Regions from separate parts of the Mus musculus genome. Here region 1 is linked to region 2. Evidence: chromatin contacts called from public ChIA-PET data. All regions are on one chromosome and are shown on one strand. Each heading gives the region's core, a stretch centred on a gene start, on an enhancer-like site or on the middle of the called end of the contact. The rest is flanking DNA. Distances are from core to core; before and after follow the strand shown. Region 1 overlaps Akap13 (A kinase (PRKA) anchor protein 13). Region 2 holds the start of Akap13 (A kinase (PRKA) anchor protein 13).

Region 1 (4,883 bases), core at 326-2,825, 120 kb after region 2:
AGAAAAAAAAAAATCTATTATATTTACAGGTACCTTTTAGCTAATGAAAACTTAGAGCTTAAATCTTACAAAGTAGTCCTATGTTTATAGCACCATGTAATTTTTATTTCTTGTGAGCCAAGACACTCTTTAGGAGCAAGGGTTGGTTATCAAATCAAGAAGTATTTTGAAATAAAAAGCTACGAGCTTTTAATTTGCACAGTCAAGAATTCTTATAATTTCCCTTAAGTTATCAGTTACTATTTCAAACTGAACACTTTATAATAGTCTATGTAATCCAAGTATAAGATAATATCTTTTTTTTTCTTTCCATTTTTTATTAGGTATTTAGCTCATTTACATTTCCAATGCTATACCAAAAGTCCCCCATACCCACCCACCCCCACTCCCCTACCCGCCCACTCCCCCTTTTTGGCCCTGGCGTTCCTCTCTTTCCAGTGATGGCCGACTAGGCCAATAAGATAATATCTTGACAGCTTTGAGTTTGTCTATTGAGTTTGTTTTAAAAAAATCAAATAATGGAAAAATTTTAAAAAATAAAAATTTGGGAAAAAAAATCAAATAATGCAGTTCATATAAGGGCTGCCCTGGAAAAGCAAACCAGGAAGTAGTTGAAGAGAGGAAAAAGTGCCCACCTGTGTGGCTAGCAGTGATGATGCTGTGTTAGATATCATTTCTACATCTTGTACCCGTGAGCACTGCACCGTAATCCTAGGGTGTTACAGCGTGACTGATAGATAATAAATCAGTGTAAATTGGATCTTGGTGTGTGTGGGGCGGGGGGGGGGGTTCTTATTCTTCGCATACAAAGTATACACACACGTAAACAAACCTAAGGCATATCAATGAGACTCAAGATTCTACTAGGTAGAGGTTGAATAGGGAAAAGCTAAAAATGGTTTCTAGGAGTAATGAAAATAGGAAAAAGGGTTGGAAAGCACTGCTTTCAAGGTTTAGGCTAGAATACAGAAATCACGCTGTAGAGTTCAATAGCCTGCCCTTTTTCACAGTACACATGATGGGGTTCTAAGTTTGCTGTTGTATTTTTCTTTGTTTTTGTGTTTTGTCCCTCACTGTTATTCCCCTGCATGTAGAGACATTCTATAAATGCATCAAATTCGTTTGCCCGCCCTTAGTCTGCAGGATCTAGCAGTGTGGTCTTGTCTGTTTATTTGATCCTCTCTGGAGGGGGTGGAGAGCAGTCTGCAAACTGAGCATTTCACTTTTACTGTTCCAGAGGAAGAAAACCACATCAGGTTCTTAAACACGTCTATGATAAACTGAGTAGTAAATCTAGTTTATATCCCATTGCTGACTAATAGAGTCTCCTCTTTCTGTGTGGGATTGGCCTGGGCTGGTCCAGTAAGCGCTTTTAGGGTACTTTTTTAGATCGATGATAAAAACAAAGGCCGGATTGTTTTAGTCTCCGAAGAAGAGATGGCCCAGGGTGGGATGTGTTCCACTTTTAGCTTAACAGGAAATGAAGTAATTTTTGGGTCATAGTTCAGTACTTTTGTTTATTTGTAGCAGTTTTGCGTTTCCATGGGTGCAGATGCTTTAGACAGTGATAAAATGCTTGCAGGGAAAGAAGCCTGCAGGGAGGCTCTCCCAACCTCAGGCACACGTACTTTTGACCCACAGGGCCTAGGATTTACTGAGTTTAAGAAGACTGTTAACCTTAGATAACTTGCTTCTTACCTGGGTGCTTCTGGGTGCTTTTTGTTTAAGTCTTTTCTCCTGTTGTTTTTATTTTTATTTTTATTTTTTCAGTTCTGCAGTGCTAATAAAGTTGTTAGTTGTCCTACAGGCTTGCTGGCTTGTGAAACACTTTGTCAAGATTTAGTGATCTATTTTTCTGTGTGATACTTAAACAACAGTAGTGTTTTGAGTATAACTACCAGTTCCTGGTGCCTGTTTGCCATGTGCTTTGTGTGGTGCCTGCTGATATTTTCAATACTTCTGTAAGGTTGATGGTATCATTTTATGGTCAGAGAAAGGCTTCAAGGCTGGGTGTGTGTTAGGATGACCACACCTTTCTGCAAGAGAACTTGGCACACAAATCTACTGTTTCCTTCATTATTCCCTGTAGATTACTTGGTGGGTAACAGATCCTTCAGACCTCATACTTATGTTCTGTTTTCATTGTAAACAAAATTGACACTGCAGGGTCCTAAAATGCACTTAAACTTAGGACTTTCTCCCCTCAACAGTTTCTGGGAATTTTGTTTCTTTCTGAATCCTATAGGATAGCTTCTTTTAGAAATTGAGTAAAATTTCAGTACTTTTCCTTTAAAAAAGAAATAGCTCTGCTTATGTTCCTCTTGTTACCAGGAAATTGAGTGGAAACAAAAACACCATGGAAACTAGTTGAAAATTGTTGCTATTGCACTTCCCTACTACAACTTCTGTTTTTATTGTATTAAATTTGCTATAATTTCCCATCCTGTCTTTGTACTGTAGCTTTAGACTAAGGCAGACATAAGATTAATATTCCTCCTCCTCCAGCCGTAATCTGTCTAGAGCAAGCTTACAGTGAGTCTTACCTGTGCTTCTACACTGAGACCAGTTTTATTCCTAGATGTATATTACACAACCCTTAGTTTTAAACAATGGTAACCCCTTTATTTTTCATTTTATTTGAAAAGACACAGGGACTAAAAACTAATCTTGAGCTTGATAGTGATACTCTGCCAATCTTGAGTGTTTTGGCCACACGGTAGGTACTTAGTACTTTTTTTAGAGTTGTCTTTTATTTTATATATTTGCTTGTTTTGCCTGCATATATATATGTGTACCACTTATGTGCATATGGAGGTATCTTAGTTACTTTTCAGTTCTGTAAGAGTACCATGACCAAGACAAACTTAGAGAAGAAAGATTTTATTTGGGGCTTACCGTTTCAGAGGCTGAGTCTGAGTCTGTGATTATCATGAAGGGAGGCATGGGAGCAGGCAGGTAAGCATGGTGCTGAAGTAGTAGCAGAGAACTCACATTTTGATCCACAAGGAGGAGGCAGAGAGAGCTGACTGGCAATGCCATGGGTTTTTGAAACCTCAAAGCCACCCCAGTGACACGCATCCTCCAATAAGGCCACATTTTCTAAATCTTTCTCAAACAGTTCCACCAACTGAAGACCACTTATTCAATCATATGAGCTTATGTGGACCTTTCTCATTCAAACCACCACATTTCACTTTCTGGCCTTAATATGCTTCTAACTATATCATAAAGCAAAATGCACTATAAGTCCACAGAATTTTTCACAGTGTCACTATCATTTCAAAATCTAAAGTCTCTTCTGAAACTCAAGGCAGACGCAGTGTGGGTACATACACACTACCACCATGACCACCACGACCATCATCCCAAAAGCTGAGCACGGTGGCACAGTGAGGAAAAAGTGGACCAAAGCAAGACTGAAACGCAAAAGGGCAAACTCTTAAATCCTTGTAGTTTAGTCTCTGATGTCAAGGGTGGCATCCACCCTTCCAGCTTTATTGTCTGTAACACACTTCTCTCAGGGTGGTTCTACTTCCTGTATGCAACTTTTCCTGGCAGGCATCCCGTGGCTCTGGCACTTCCAACATCCTGACATCTTTGATGTAATTCAGGCTTCATTTTCCTAGCTCCATTCAGCGGTCTCTTAGGGTCTCCATACAGGACCTCCCTTGCCAGATGCCTAAGTCTTTGGGGGCCTTCCTTCACGGTGGAAGAACATCCCACAGATCTTTTACTCCTGTCTTCGTCTTGACTCTAAAGCTATGGCTAATGTTCCCAAGTTTGTCTGCCTGCTTGGGATGGAACCTAGATGCCTCTTAGAGTTACATTTGTTGTTGCTTTTAAGGAACAGGTAATGTTTTATGCCTTTTCTTGTTTCACGTTGGAAGCTTAGCTGGGACCCAGTCTTGCTTCAAGCGAACCCCTCTCTTTATTCCATTTCATGGCAGGCCTTTCCTTATCTTTTCAGCATAAGCCTTGGTTCCAACAATACATTTCCTAGTGCCCCTTTCTTCTTGGAATGCATATTTTGTATTTTCTTTTTTTTTTTTTTTTTTTTTTTTTTTTTTGGTTTTTCGAGTCAGGGTTTCTCTGTAGCCCTGGCTGTCCTCGAACTCACTTTGTAGACCAGGCTGGCCTCAAAAGCAGAAATCCGCCTGCCTCTGCCTCTGCCTCCCAAGTGCTAGGCGTGCGCCACCACGCCCGGTGCTATTTTGTATTTCTTTTTGTCTGCTGTGACATTTTTGTTATAGACCTGCTTAAGAGAGGTTGCTAATACCACACAGCAAGGCAATACTGAAATCTTGAAATCTCTTCTGCCAGTGAAATCAGCTGGAAACCTCCAGATTCTAGAAAGAGTACAAAAAGAAGCTACATTCTTTGCCAACATATCACAAAAATGGTATCTAGCCCAGTTAATTCATATTGTTCTCCTGAAACCTCTTGGGCTGGGCCTTCATAGCTTACAACACTCTCATCACTATGTTCTTCCAACTTACTCTTTTTATGTATCTGGGGGGGGAGATCTCTCTCTCTCTCTCTCTCTCTCTCTCTCTCTCTCTCTCTCTCTCTCTCTCATAGGAGCAACATATAACCCTAGCTAGTTGAGAACTGCATTTGAAAAACTGAGAAAAAATAGTGAATAGTTTGTTAAATACAATCTCCTTGTTGGAAATACTTAATTCTGAAAGGCTAGGAAACTGCGCAGAAGAAAGTGTTGTTCTGTAAGGACACTAACAGAGCTTTGTGTTGTTCAGTCTTTAAAGTTAGTCTGTAGTGCAGCATTCAGTGGCATGTAGCTGCTAGTCTCAGGTCACGTGGTGCCTGCTGAGCCGTATGGTGGGGAGCACAGTCTGCTTCATGTGTGCATTTTTCTGAGTGGGGCT
Region 2 (4,549 bases), core at 2,048-4,547:
CAAAACTACTTTAAGATTTCATTTTACAGCAGTCAGAATGGCCAAGATCAATAAAAGAATGCACATGTTGCTAAGGGTGCAGGGAAAGGGGAACACTTACTTATAGCTGGTGGGAACGCAAACTTGTCTAGCCACTATGGAAATCAGTAGGAAGCTGGAAGTCAATCTACCTCAAGATCCACCTATATCAATCTTGGATATATATATATACCCAAAGGGTTCTACATCCTACTATAGAGATACTAGCTCATCCATGTTCATGGCCACTCTATTCATAATAGCCTGAAACTTGGAAACAGCCTAGATGTCCACCAACTGATGGATAATGTGATAAATTTATACAGTGGAGTATTTTTCAGCTATTACAATCAATCATGGAATTTATGAGTAAATGGATAGAGCTAGAAAAAAAAAACTACCCTGAGTGCAGTACCATAGATTCCCAAAGACAGATATTTTAAGTTTTGTCTTATATGTAGGGGCAATATAATATATTGTTATGGAAAGATAATGGGGAAACTAGGAGGATTAAATTGAGATGAGAATAGGAGAGAAGTGTAAGAAAGGGACTGTGTGGAGGGACAAGTACTACTTTTGAAAAGCCAATGTGGAAACCTACTGTAGAAGCTTCCTAAAATACATGAACATAGGAAAGGCATCTAAAAGGAACCACTAAATAACAGGGAGACAACTGGACATCATATGCCACTCCTTAAAGCCTCCAGTGCCAGGAATGGGCGATATCTTGTTGCGTTGTTGGCCACAGGGGCCCTAATAGAAACCTTCAAGTATCACAGGCTGTTTCTACTCCCCATAACCTGATGGTAAAGGCCGGTTGCTGAAGATAACAGCTGCGTGTGTCATCACACATGGAAGGGTTGAGCTGGTGACTAACTAGAAGCTTCCCCTTTACTGACTAGCTGCCATGCTACTGGAAGCTACTCTGCAAGGTACTGGAGTAGAAAAAGTAATCATTGATGTTATCCAGCAACAAAATTTGTGACTTAGAACAATGACCTGACGACATGACATATTAGTTGAATAGTGGCACCAATGTTATGGGAGTAACCAACCACTTTGTGATTCCATGAAATGAAACCCAAACCTACATTGACTACTAAAGTGGCTAAGAACTTGAAACTTGATAGGTCCTGGGTCTAGGGGAAACCTATTATTCTTCTTCTGCTAAAGGAACATAGCAATATAACGATTCTTAGTGTCATATGGCTATACTCATAAGGGCCTTGCTCAATCCACATCAGAGAAGCTTCGTGTAGTGGATGGGAATTAACATAGAGACCAAAAAGTGCACAACATATAGAGTGGGACAGACATTGGAGCATTAGTCCTAGACGGGACCTTCTAACCAACCCCCTGCCCTCAAGGGTCAGGAAGGAGTGAGGAAGAGGAGGCAGAAAGACTGTAAGAGACAGAGGTGATGGATGACTACAAGAAACAGTGACTACCAGACACAATAGGACTGATATGCATATGAACTCATGCAGTGTTGGCACACAAAAGATTTGCAAAGGTTCAAGCCAGGAGTCCCAGCATCTAGAGGGAGGAAGGGGTCATAGGCTCCCAGCCTCTAAGCAAGAAGATATATACAATCAATATGCCCTGGCAAAGGGATAATCCGTTTTCTCCAATGCACTCTCACTGGTTTTATCAATCACACTTCAGGGCAGGCCTCATGTTCCAGTTATTGGCCAACACAAAATGGACTCAGTGGTATTTTTGTGGACTTTTTGTTTCATTGTGCTGTGTTTTGGCTTTCTTTTTCTTTTTGGACTTGATCCTGGATTTGATTGTTTGATTTCCATTTTTGTGTTTCGTACTTTTTGCTTTTGTTTTATGAAGGAAGAAGAAAAGAAAAAACATGAAGTTGGATGAGTAGGGAGGTGGGGAGGATCTGAGAGGAACTGGAGAGTGGGAAAACAAGATCAAAACATGTTATATGAAGCATCTTTTCAATTAAAATAATTTTAAAAAGGGAAAGTGACATTTAACAACAGAAAATGCCTGGTACAATCACCAGGCACTGATAATACTTTCTGTTAAATATTTTCATGATGGTAGTGACCTTGTCTGGATTAAAACTTCCCAAATGACAGTGACTTCCATTCTTGCAGTTTTTGGCAGGTCCATATCTTGTATTACTATTTTTTTTAAACTGACTTTGAAATTATATGAAGTTAATCTTTTCATATAATTCTTTGAACATTTTCTTCATTCATATAATATACTTTGGCCACATTCTCCCAACCCATCCCTCTCAACTTCTTATTCTCCTTCTGCTCTTTAAAAAAACTTATGATCCACTGTGTTCAACTTGTACTGTCCATAGCTGTGTGGGTGCTGGGTCATCTACTGGGAGATGGTTGGCCAGAGGGAGTCCAATACTTAAAGGAAACTGTCCCCCAATGGGGTATTTATCTTAGGGGTACAGCCACATAATATTTTCATATTAATATGTTTTGATCACCTAAATAAAAATGCAAGGCCAGTACTCGCAGAGATTCCATTCTGTTCCTTCCCAGTCAATACCCTTCTCCTCCTAGGAAACTACCTTTCTTACTTCGACCACAATAAATATTAAACTGCACAGAAAACCTCACATTTCTTGCGTAATATTCATAATCCCCGGCTCCCCCCCCCCCCAACTTTCTATTGACCGAAAAAATAACATGTCAAAATAGTTTGGCATTATAGGCATGTTTTCCCTTAATAACACATTACAATATGTAACTATCAAAAAGAAGTTTCTTTTTGTACCAATTAATGTAGTATCTTGGGTCACCATTGGAACATGTCCATACTTGGTTTCTCCGAAGCAACTAGATGGTTTCTGAAGTCCATAGCAACTCAAAGGCAATGATTTTGTGGTGATCGAATAGCTCAAAGTCACTGTGACAATCTTCACCCATCCAACATACTTGAGTACTTTGTGCCGCTCCACCTTGGACTCTTAAGAAGACTCTATTGAGTCTTAGCGTCAACGTGTGGTAAGTGCTCCGACTTAGGTAAGCACCAGGCGCACAGAGGAAGGGTGGCTTCCGGTGATGGGGCGGATAGGAGAAGGTGGGTGGGCATTTCCCCAGCAGCTGCTGCCAGCCACCCGACTTTGATCACTTTGCCGCCTGGCAGCAGTGGCGGTCAACCTCATCGTTCCTTAGCAACCAGAGCCAACTGCCAAGAAGCCTTCCTATTGGGCTCACAGAACATGATGGGTAGTCTAATTGTCCAATAGAAACTTTTAGGCTTGGCTCGTTGCACCGCCCACCCCGGGCCGCAGGCGGCGCATGCGCGGGTGGGCAGGTCTGTGTGCAGGGCGGTCGCAGAGCCGGAGCTGCTGCTGCTAAGCTCTTGGGCTCGGTTGAGACCGCCGTGCTTGCTCCTTGCTCCAGCCGTCACCGCCGCCGCCGAGGGAGCGGCCGCCTATTGTCCTTCTCCGCGGCCAAGGCGCGGAGCTGCTCCGGCTCGGCCCGCGGGGGAGCCCGGGGAGCCGCACGGTGAGAGCGCAACTTAGTTGAGGGAGTTGAGGGAAGTTTGGGCGTCTGAGGAGGGGGCGCGCGCGCAGCCGCCCCTCCCCCTCGGCTGCTCTCGGCCGCGCGCGCGAGCTGCGGGACGCGGGGACGCGCGGGCGCGACGCGGGTGGCGGACCCTTCTTAGCATCGGCAGCCAGGGGTGGATAGCGCGGCCGCCGATCCCGGCCTCCTCGGACCCACGTTCCTCTGCTGCCCGCTTCTGTGGCGCCGGCTGCGGCTCTCCTCTGAGGGACGGCTGCTCGGTGGGGCGCGCCGCTCGAACAGAGAGTGCGGCTCCGGGAACGAGCAGCTCCCCGGGGCAGTCAAGCCGGGTAAACACTGCGCGCCCCGGCCACCTTTGGGGGCTTTCTCCCGAGATGGGGAGGGGGGCGCGGTGGGCGCCCCGGGAACGGTGGCGCATTCGACTCCTCTGCCCCTCGAGCTCTAGTGCAAGCACTTTGAGAACTAGCGAATCACTGCTTTTCGTAAATAGGCTCGCTGACACTTAACTGGGGTGCGAGACGCACCCTCAGTTTATTTCTCGCTAAGAAAGTGTCTGTCTTTCGGCTGAAAATATTGGCTAACTCTAAGTGTCTAGACTCTACTGTGAACTCAGGAGTTCACAATGAAAATGGATTGAGCAATCTCTGAGTGTTTCAGTCTTTGCTTTTCCCCTTCATAATGAAGTTATTTTGAGAGTTCATTGCGTTGAGCAGATTTACAAAGTGATGTGCCTTTTTGTCTGTCTGTCTGTCTGTCTGTTTTTTGTTACTACCCTCATGATTTCCCGAAGTCACTTACTCATTTAAACCCCCACCCCCCAAACTTTTGGATTGCCCGGGTCAGGAGGAGCGCTCCAGTTCTTGAACGTGCATTCATTGTCTGTAAAGAAGTTCCTATCAGTCGAGATGACTCTGAGATAAACCAGTGTGTCACTTTGTACACCATCATCTCTTGGGAATCATTCCGCTGCATTTCGTTGACTAGACTTGCGCTGTAATGGTAATTCAGTTTTAGCTCCC

What was found. ChIA-PET counts read pairs in DNA pulled down with a chosen protein or histone mark.
Region 1: a contact with region 2 is called in an RNA polymerase II ChIA-PET map of memory CD8 T cells, with 1,839 read pairs. The contact joins the enhancer-like site here to the promoter of Akap13 in region 2. A contact is called at or near these places in 9 of 39 promoter capture datasets (the 3T3-L1 cell line, 3T3-L1-derived adipocytes, the C10 cell line and 5 more), 1 of 15 datasets of contacts at CTCF or cohesin (the NIH/3T3 cell line), 11 of 484 Hi-C or Micro-C datasets (CD4 single positive thymocytes, CD8 T cells, the HPC-7 cell line and 7 more), 13 of 115 datasets of contacts at active chromatin or transcription factors (the 230-238 cell line, CD8 T cells, the SCID.adh cell line and 10 more) and 2 of 9 other capture datasets (adipose tissue and liver).

What each region holds. Positions count from the first base shown.
Region 1 is chr7:75,574,011-75,578,893 of GRCm38.p6, forward strand. The region is part of intron 3 of Akap13 (A kinase (PRKA) anchor protein 13); the gene reads left to right. Among named protein-coding and RNA genes, the nearest start is that of Akap13, 120 kb to the left of the region's middle. Within about 2 kb of position 1,576, at least 221 of the 459 cell types and tissues checked have an H3K27ac peak or open chromatin away from gene starts, as enhancers often do. A contact at or near this core is called in CD4 single positive thymocytes, CD8 T cells, LSK cells and 19 more, where this site is marked.
Region 2 is chr7:75,452,237-75,456,785 of GRCm38.p6, forward strand. It overlaps Akap13 (A kinase (PRKA) anchor protein 13), which reads left to right and starts at 3,298. Exons shown (of 37, transcript NM_029332.1): 1 at 3,298-3,512.